Regions from separate parts of the Mus musculus genome. Here region 2 is linked to region 1. The links are chromatin contacts, called in public HiChIP or PLAC-seq maps. All regions are on one chromosome and are shown on one strand. Each heading gives the region's core, a stretch centred on a gene start, on an enhancer-like site or on the middle of the called end of the contact. The rest is flanking DNA. Distances are from core to core; before and after follow the strand shown.

Region 1 (3,723 bases), core at 882-3,381:
CCCCGTATCAGATATTTATGTTACCATTCATAGCAGTAGCAAAATTACGGTTATGAAGGAGCAACGAAATAATTTTATGGTTGGGGTCACCACAACATGAGGAAGTGTATTAAAGGGTCACAGTGTTAGGAAGGCTGAGAACCGCTGTGTTAGGTCTCCCCTCTCCTCCTTTGTGTGTCGGCCCCATGGCTGGTGTGACAGACACAAAGTCTTCCTTGGCTTTTCACATGACTGCTAAGGAGTTGAGCCAAGTTCTTTATCCACGGAGCCATTTTTCTAGTCCCGTGGGGTCACTTCAGGAAAAAACTTTCCACAGGCTCTCGGCCATGCAAGAGCCGGTGGGGTGCTACTATCCTGAACCCATGCCCCACTGTGTGACAGCAGTCTTGCTGGCCTGACTCATGACTGCCCCGGGATCCCCAGTGGAAAAGGACCAGATGCAGAATAGGGAAGGAATCCAGGGCCTTCCTCAAGAGAGTTGCTCTGAAGGGGTTCATCTCAGAAAGCCAGAAACTGGATGGACTGGGCCCCAGAGACTACCTGGGCTTCTAAGACTCTTCACAGAGCTTTCTGTGGGCTACAGACACATGTGCTTGGATGACATCACCACCACCACCAGCACCATCTCCATCTCTATCACCATCACTGTCATCATCACCATCATCATCATCTTCACCACCATCTCCATCACCACCACCATCACTAACTATGACCTCTATGTCTACCACAAAGCCAATTGAACCCTGGACTCTATTGTTTTACAAAGAGCTACTCAGAACAACCAGTTGTATTTAGAAACCTACATAAATGGGCTTACTTTCCTTTCTGGAACCCTCCTACTCATCCTTCCCAATGCCCCTAGGACATCCCTGCCCAGGATGCCTGGGAGGGTCCACCACATTCTCCCCTGCAGCCCCTGCCCCGTGTCTGCCAGTTCGTGTCCTCCCGTTGAACCTCAGGTTTTCTGGGTCTCTATTCAGTGTCCACGTGCGTCTGGCACAGGCAATGGGGCCAAGACCTGTTTGGGTCTAATGGGACTCCATTAGTCTGGGGTCTTTGGCAACATTTTATAGGCTATCCTGACAGGAACCCTGGCCTCTGAGCCTTCATAGGAGGCCGGCATGTTCTCAGGGTGAGTCTGGGCTGGGCTGCTGCATGGCTTCCCTTGAAGGAAGTGACACCTGCAGCCAAATCCATCCTTTCAGGAAGTGGGGGCGGGGGGGGGGCATGCTCAAAGAGACCATCAGCTTCCTGAAGGGCTGCTAAGGACCCAGGAGGAAGTGCTGAGCCAGAGGGAGGGGCTGTCTGGCAGCAGTAGGGATTGCTAGGAGGCGTCTCTTTCCCACTGCCCCGTAAATAAATGGGTAATGATTCTAGGGCATGCGTGCGTGCGTGCGTGCGTGCGTGCGTGCGTGCGTGCGTGCGTATATGCATGGCTTCTTGGGCTTCTGGTCATATCTCCTCACTCACACTGCCTTTGATCTTGGTAATAGCATGAGCTTGGTTCAAAGTTATTATTATTCCCAATCACAGAAGGCACAGTCAGGCTACCTGGGCAGCTGACAGGGCCACATTCACAGATGTTGAGTCCAAACCCCAGACGTATGATCTTGGGCCTGAGTCCCTATACTTCTGCAGGGTCACTGTGCCTGATGTGGGCCAGCCTGGGAATGTCTTAAGTTCCGCCATCATTTTTGGGCGGGTAACACAGGTTTTTGGGAGAGATGAACCATTGGGAACTTTTTTCTTTTTTCTTATTGCAGAAGGAAAAAAAAAGGGGGGTTGGGTGGGGGAGTAGCTGGGCAAGATCACAGAGGGGCGGTCCTGAGGCTAGAGGGCACCCCTGGCACCTCAGAGAAGCAGGGCTCTCAAAACCCTCTAGTCCTCAACTACACTCCTCTCAGAAGGAGGCCTCCCAGGCGTCTCCCGGAGGCAGAGCCAAGTTCTAGCTTAGGCAAAGGGTGTTTTCCTTCCCGGCGGACAAAACATCGCTGGCGCTTTCAGGAGGGGACTGAACACTCTGTCCACTCTGGCGGCCCTCGGCCAGGATTCCTGGACGGACACAGGCATGCTTTCACAGGCAACAAGATTAATCACGCGTCTCCTTCCTCCTCCCCGCCCCTTTCCCTGTCACACTCAGCTCTGCTTCACAGCCCCAGGAAGTGATCATGAGCCTGGAGTCCCGAGTCCCTTGCCACAGGGAGGGCTAGAAATGTGTTCTAACTTCCAGTGAACTCCAGTAGTCTCATGCTAGGGAAAATCCTGACCACCCTTTAGGGCTGTCTTGGCTCAACACTGCGGCATCCACAGACAGGCTGTACTCACTAGTACCTCCCTCTCTCGTGCACAATGTTAGGAACCTTCTAGAAGCTCTTGGCTGAGCTTTTGGTCCCAGCCCTCGTCCTCTGTGCCTTTGGGGTCAGATGGCTAAAGCGGGAGAGACCAGGACACAGAACAAGAAAGACAAAAAAGTCATACTCGGTACATACATCTCTCAGGCCACACCCCAAGTGCTTGAGCTCAGACAGGCATTCCAGAGCGTTCTTAGAGCTTCTGAGAGAAATCCTGAAGTCAGACCCTCAGGACCTCCTCAGGAAGGTGGGATGCTTTGGAAACTGGGCTCCCAGCCTGGCTCCCCCTCAACGTCCCAACAAGATTCCTGCTAAACAGGAGCGAGCCTTCAGGCAGCTGAAAAGACAGGCTTGTGGGGTTGGCGCCAGGGCCCAAACCCACTGGGGCAAGCTGAACTCCAGCAGGAGGTGGCTGTTCACCAGTAAGCAAGTTGTAAAACCCAGCTCAGACACAACATCTGGCAGCTGCTTCAAATAGTTTTCTGTCTGCAGTTGGAGCTGCTCTCGGCCTCCTGTAAATCAAACCATGCGCACAGAGGACTGTGACGACTGACCACGGCACCCCAGTTTGGCATGGCACCAGCTGCAACTCCTGTCTCCCAGTAGCTCGGGATTCACATTCCATGTCCTTGTAGGACCAATTCACGCAGCCCTCCAGGAAAAGCTGCAGGGGTCCGTTGGCATCCTTGTGCCATCAGACAGGGGTGGGGGGTAGGGTGGAGGGAAGAAGACCTCTTGAGGTCCCATAGGGAACTTGACCCTTAAGATGTGATGTCTCACTCAGGCTCAACCTCTGTTTCCAGGGACCTCTCTGATTGGTGCTCATCCTTTCTAGACCGTGATAGTATAGTAGGTCAGAGGGGAGACAGCATCTATATTAGCACGCACTGAAGTGTACAGTAAAAGATTTGTAACTGGATCCTGGACCTACGACATTGAGTCTGCCCTGGGTTCCTCCCAGGGAATATGGGTCAAGCACACAGAAACCTGGTGTCGGAGGACTAGCCTTTAGGTAAGTGGCCAGGGAGAGAGGACAACGTAACCAGTGATGACTGAGAACTCTGTGTGGCAGCAGCCCCCATGGGCTAGCCTGGGCTGCATTTCTCATGGGCTTCTGTTGGAAAAGTCCTCTCAGCCACCTCAGGAACTTTGTCCTTAAGATGCAGTGGAGATCTGCATGGTGGCCTCAAGTGATGTGTCTGTGTTTTGAGACCTGAACCCCAAAAGAATGTGACTTTCTCTGGGGAATGCCATTGAGTCCAGGACTTGAGATCAGCTCTCTTGGGCCCCTGATGACAAGTGTTCTAAGAAGACAGGTGTAAAAACAGAGGGAGGGGCTGAGCTGGAACCTGGAACCGCTTGCATTCTCAGA
Region 2 (3,723 bases), core at 579-3,078, 160 kb after region 1:
ACATAGTGAGTTCCAGGCCAGCCAGGGCTCCATAGTGAAACCCTATCTTAAGAAACAAACACCTTAGCCTGACAGTGGTGGTGCACGCCTTTAATCCTAGCACTTGGGAGGCAGAGACAGGTGGATTTCTGAGTTCAAAGCCAGCCTGGTCTACAGCATGAGTTCCAGGACAGCCAGGGCTATACAGAGAAATCCTGTCTCGAAAAAAAAAAAAAAAAAGAAAGAAAGAAAGAAAGAAAAGAAAAGAAAAGAAAAGAAAAGAAAAGAAAAGAAAAGAAAAGGAAGGAAGAAAGAAAGACCTTACTGAGGGCAGCCTCCAGAGCCCACCAGCCTCCTTTTACAGAGACCCTGAAGCTCTTCAAAGATTGGGCTCTTGCAGTGAGAGTGATGGTGTGGAATTCCTACCCACCTTGCAATGGCTGGGCCTGCCTGGTAGAGCTGTTCATCTGTGCCTGCCATGGGCTCACTCTAGGTCTCTTGAGACCTCCCAGATACTACAAGTCTGGGGAAAGAGAATGCACAGGCTCATGCCCAGACATTTCCTTCTGCAAAACGGGGAGGTGAGGCCACTGCCCAAGGGTCCTTGCATGCTGGGCCAGTGTTTGCCTCTCTCTTCCTCAGAAGAACTCCCTTTCCCTTCCGTGTTGGAGGAATCGAGTCTCTCCCTCTTGATGCAGAGAATTTTGCTCTGGTGACCCAGGACCGCTTCAGTCTCACGGCTGTGCTTGGCGCTCACTCTCACGGGGACCCTGCTGAAGTGTGAATTCCAAGCGCGTGGAGGACTGGAGATGACGTGCACGGGTGTGAGTTTGCAGCTGATGAAGGGATTTCTGACATATAACTAACCACCCAGGACGGAGACATAGAGCCTGTGTCACAATGGAGCCGAGGGCAGTTTGTCTCTGGAGCATCCTGGCTGAGCCGGAGATCCATACTAGCAGGGGACATAATCATAGGTGGAGTCCCCTTTCCCACAGGGCAAGGTGGTCTTCAGGGCTGTGCACACCGAGCCTCTCTACTAACCCACAAGGGGGTCCTGTGCCGGCTGCCCTGGATAGAGAAGAAAGCGTGAGAAATGGGAGGCGCGTGCCTGGCTCGCTGCCCAGGCTCCTCCCTGCAGCTCTCTGCTCGGTACTTCAGTCTAAGTTTGTACAAAAGCCCTGCCCCACTCGAGGTCTCTTGCCCTGCGCTCCCGGCTCAAGAGCGCCATGCGCCCAGCAAGTCTCCCTCACTCCTGGGACCGGCTCACCGAGTTTTAAGACCTACGGAGCTGGGTCGACACAAAATCCCGCAGCGCCACAACTTGGAGACACGGTGAGTTGGAGAAAGGACACAGGGCCACGGCAGGGTGCTTGTTCCTGGCATGAAAACCTGGGGCTACGAGGGACACCCGAAACACTCTGAGGTGGCAATGGCTCAGAGAAGACGCTTCCATATTTAAGTGATCTGGACGTGGAACTTTTCTGACCTCTCCCTAGGGCGCTATCCTGCGGGCTGAGTAGCGTGTTGCGTGTCCCTGTGGTTTCTATTTGCTTGTTATAGGCCCACTCAGGTTTCGGTCTCATTGCGGAGAGGCGAGGGGGTACCCGGAAGAATCGCGATGGCCCGGGGTGCATGCATCAGCCTTAGGGTGGTGCGCCCTGAAACTAGGCAGCGAGCGAGACAAGGGACGCTGCGCAAACTCTGAGCTCTCGCTGGGGGAAGAGCGGACCCGGGCAGAGCAGAGGCGGAGGTGCGGGACCCAATGTCTGCAACCTGCGCGATAGGACCCCGGCCTGGCTGCTCGGTGCCCTTACGGTGTCCGGCCACCTCCCCCTACCCCTCCCTATTCCCCGCCTGGCCAACGCATAGACCAGCGTGACCCGGGCGTCCGCAGTGCTCGCTGGCACCGCCCTCACGCGCCCGGCCTTTCGCCCACCTTGACCCACTTTTTCTTCCCAGGTGACAGAGATGTGGCCATACCGACCATTTAAAGCGATTCCAACTCCGGCGAAGCCTGGCTGGAAAGACGCGGCTTCCATCCCGGCAGCCTGGAGGAGGATCGAGCAGGGGCTGTGCCTGGGCTTGCCTGGACTTGTTCAGAGAAGGGCTGCTCCCCTCGGTAACTGCACAGATTGGGGGCTTTGGGAGACGTTGCCAGAACCTGGAAGCCACGGCCGGGGGCTACTGGGGCCCGGGGTCTGCGCACCTGCTCGCCGTGGAGCCCAGGTAAACACTGAGCCGGTGTGCTTGTCTGTGGGAAAGTGTGCGAAGGAGTCGGGAACTAGGCCGAGTACTTGAGTGGTAATTACAGAGAACTGCTGGGTTGTGCAGCCCTGGGAAGGCGAAGAATTTCCAAGAAGTAACAAAATGTCCTTTGATATCATCATCTCTGGAGAGAAAGGGTTCCTTTGGGGGAGTTTTGCTTGGGCCGATTTTTTTCTTCTTTGATCTTTGTTGGGCGTGAAGAAGGCTCTGACGCCTTTGGGCTGTGCTCACCAATCTGGGAGTTGGGCTAAAGCTGACGACTCCCAGGTCCTCTTTCCCACCCATAAATGGGGGCACTGACCCTGCCACCCAGACTTGTACTGAGAAATTTATTAGGCAGGAAAAAAAAGTGCTTGGGTCACTAAAGCTGTGTTCTGAAAGTGTGTGTGTGTGTGTGTGTGTGTGTGTGTGTGTGTGTGTGTGTGACAATGTAGTGTGTAGCCCAAGCTAGTCTTGAGCTCAAGGCATTTCCCGCCTCAGCCTCCTGCACATAGATTCCTATTCTAACGTTGAAGCAGAGGGGTTTCCCCCGGGGTGGGTGAGAGTGCCCCTGCTGGCAGGGGCTCTGCCTAGCCTGAAAGCTTTATTGTACTCCGTGTAGCAGGGGCCAACCCAGGTCCGTCCGAGTCCCGTCCCGTCCCCCCCCCCCCCCCCCCAAGGCAGCTCAAGGACAAGTTTATTAGGATGTGAGAGAAAACAACGTGTCAGGCAAGCAGCACGTGTTGCCGAGGGCCCTGGGAAGAGGACACGGGAGAGAAGAAGAGAAAGCCATGCCTTTTGCAATGGAGGTGGGCAAGCAGCTGTGTGGCAGGGGTGGAAGATTTCAGAGAAAGAGTGCAAGAAGGCCCAGGGTGCCAGAAAGCAGGCTTGAGCCGCAGTCAGTAACCAAGAGAAAAGGTGACCAAGAAAGAGGAGGTGTGAGTTGGGACTCAGAAAGCAGAGCAGGCAGAGCCTGCAGGGCCATCCATGCTCAGAAGCCTTGTGAGATGGAGGAAGCTCGCTCGCTCTCTCTGGCTGCTTGGAGGGAGGTGTTTCCAGGAAGGACGAGGGCATCCTTTCATCAAGGGGATAATTATTTCTCTTTCTTCTTGGCCTGTCTTCAGGAGAATCCAGTTTCCTGGATGTGGGAGGGGCAGGGGTAGACTTCTGGCTGGGTGATTGGCAGGCCCCACTGGATTAAAGCTTAAAAGGAGGAGAAGATAGTATGTGATGTTTGGGGGTAGCTTAGGATGTCAGATCTCCACTCCTGGCCAGAGGTGGAATTTACATTCTGTTCTTTCAACTGGGAGGAATTAGTCTTCCCTTAACGAGCCTCAACAAAGCCAAGATCCCTCCATTCTTTTGGATGGTATTTTAAATATTAAGGAGGCAATTTGAACGTTTCCATTTATTAGCAAAACATGAAGGAGGGATTCATCCTGAGTGGCCTCTAAGCCCCCTGATATCCAGCTATGGAGCACTAGGTGATCATCTAGC

The links. HiChIP or PLAC-seq counts read pairs in DNA pulled down with a chosen protein or histone mark.
Region 2: a contact with region 1 is called in an H3K27ac HiChIP or PLAC-seq map of microglia, with 5 times the contacts expected there. The contact joins two enhancer-like sites. A contact is called at or near these places in 5 of 115 datasets of contacts at active chromatin or transcription factors (embryonic stem cells, memory CD8 T cells and microglia).

What each region holds. Positions count from the first base shown.
Region 1 is chr4:149,887,975-149,891,697 of GRCm38.p6, forward strand. No RefSeq gene overlaps it. Among named protein-coding and RNA genes, the nearest start is that of Gm13070, 13 kb to the right of the region's middle. Within about 2 kb of position 2,132, at least 136 of the 459 cell types and tissues checked have an H3K27ac peak or open chromatin away from gene starts, as enhancers often do. A contact at or near this core is called in microglia, where this site is marked.
Region 2 is chr4:150,047,058-150,050,780 of GRCm38.p6, forward strand. Gm13067 (a long non-coding RNA gene) reads left to right here. Exons shown (of 7, transcript XR_390962.2): 6 at 622-2,208. Among named protein-coding and RNA genes, the nearest start is that of Gm13067, 20 kb to the left of the region's middle. Within about 2 kb of position 1,829, at least 185 of the 459 cell types and tissues checked have an H3K27ac peak or open chromatin away from gene starts, as enhancers often do. A contact at or near this core is called in microglia, where this site is marked.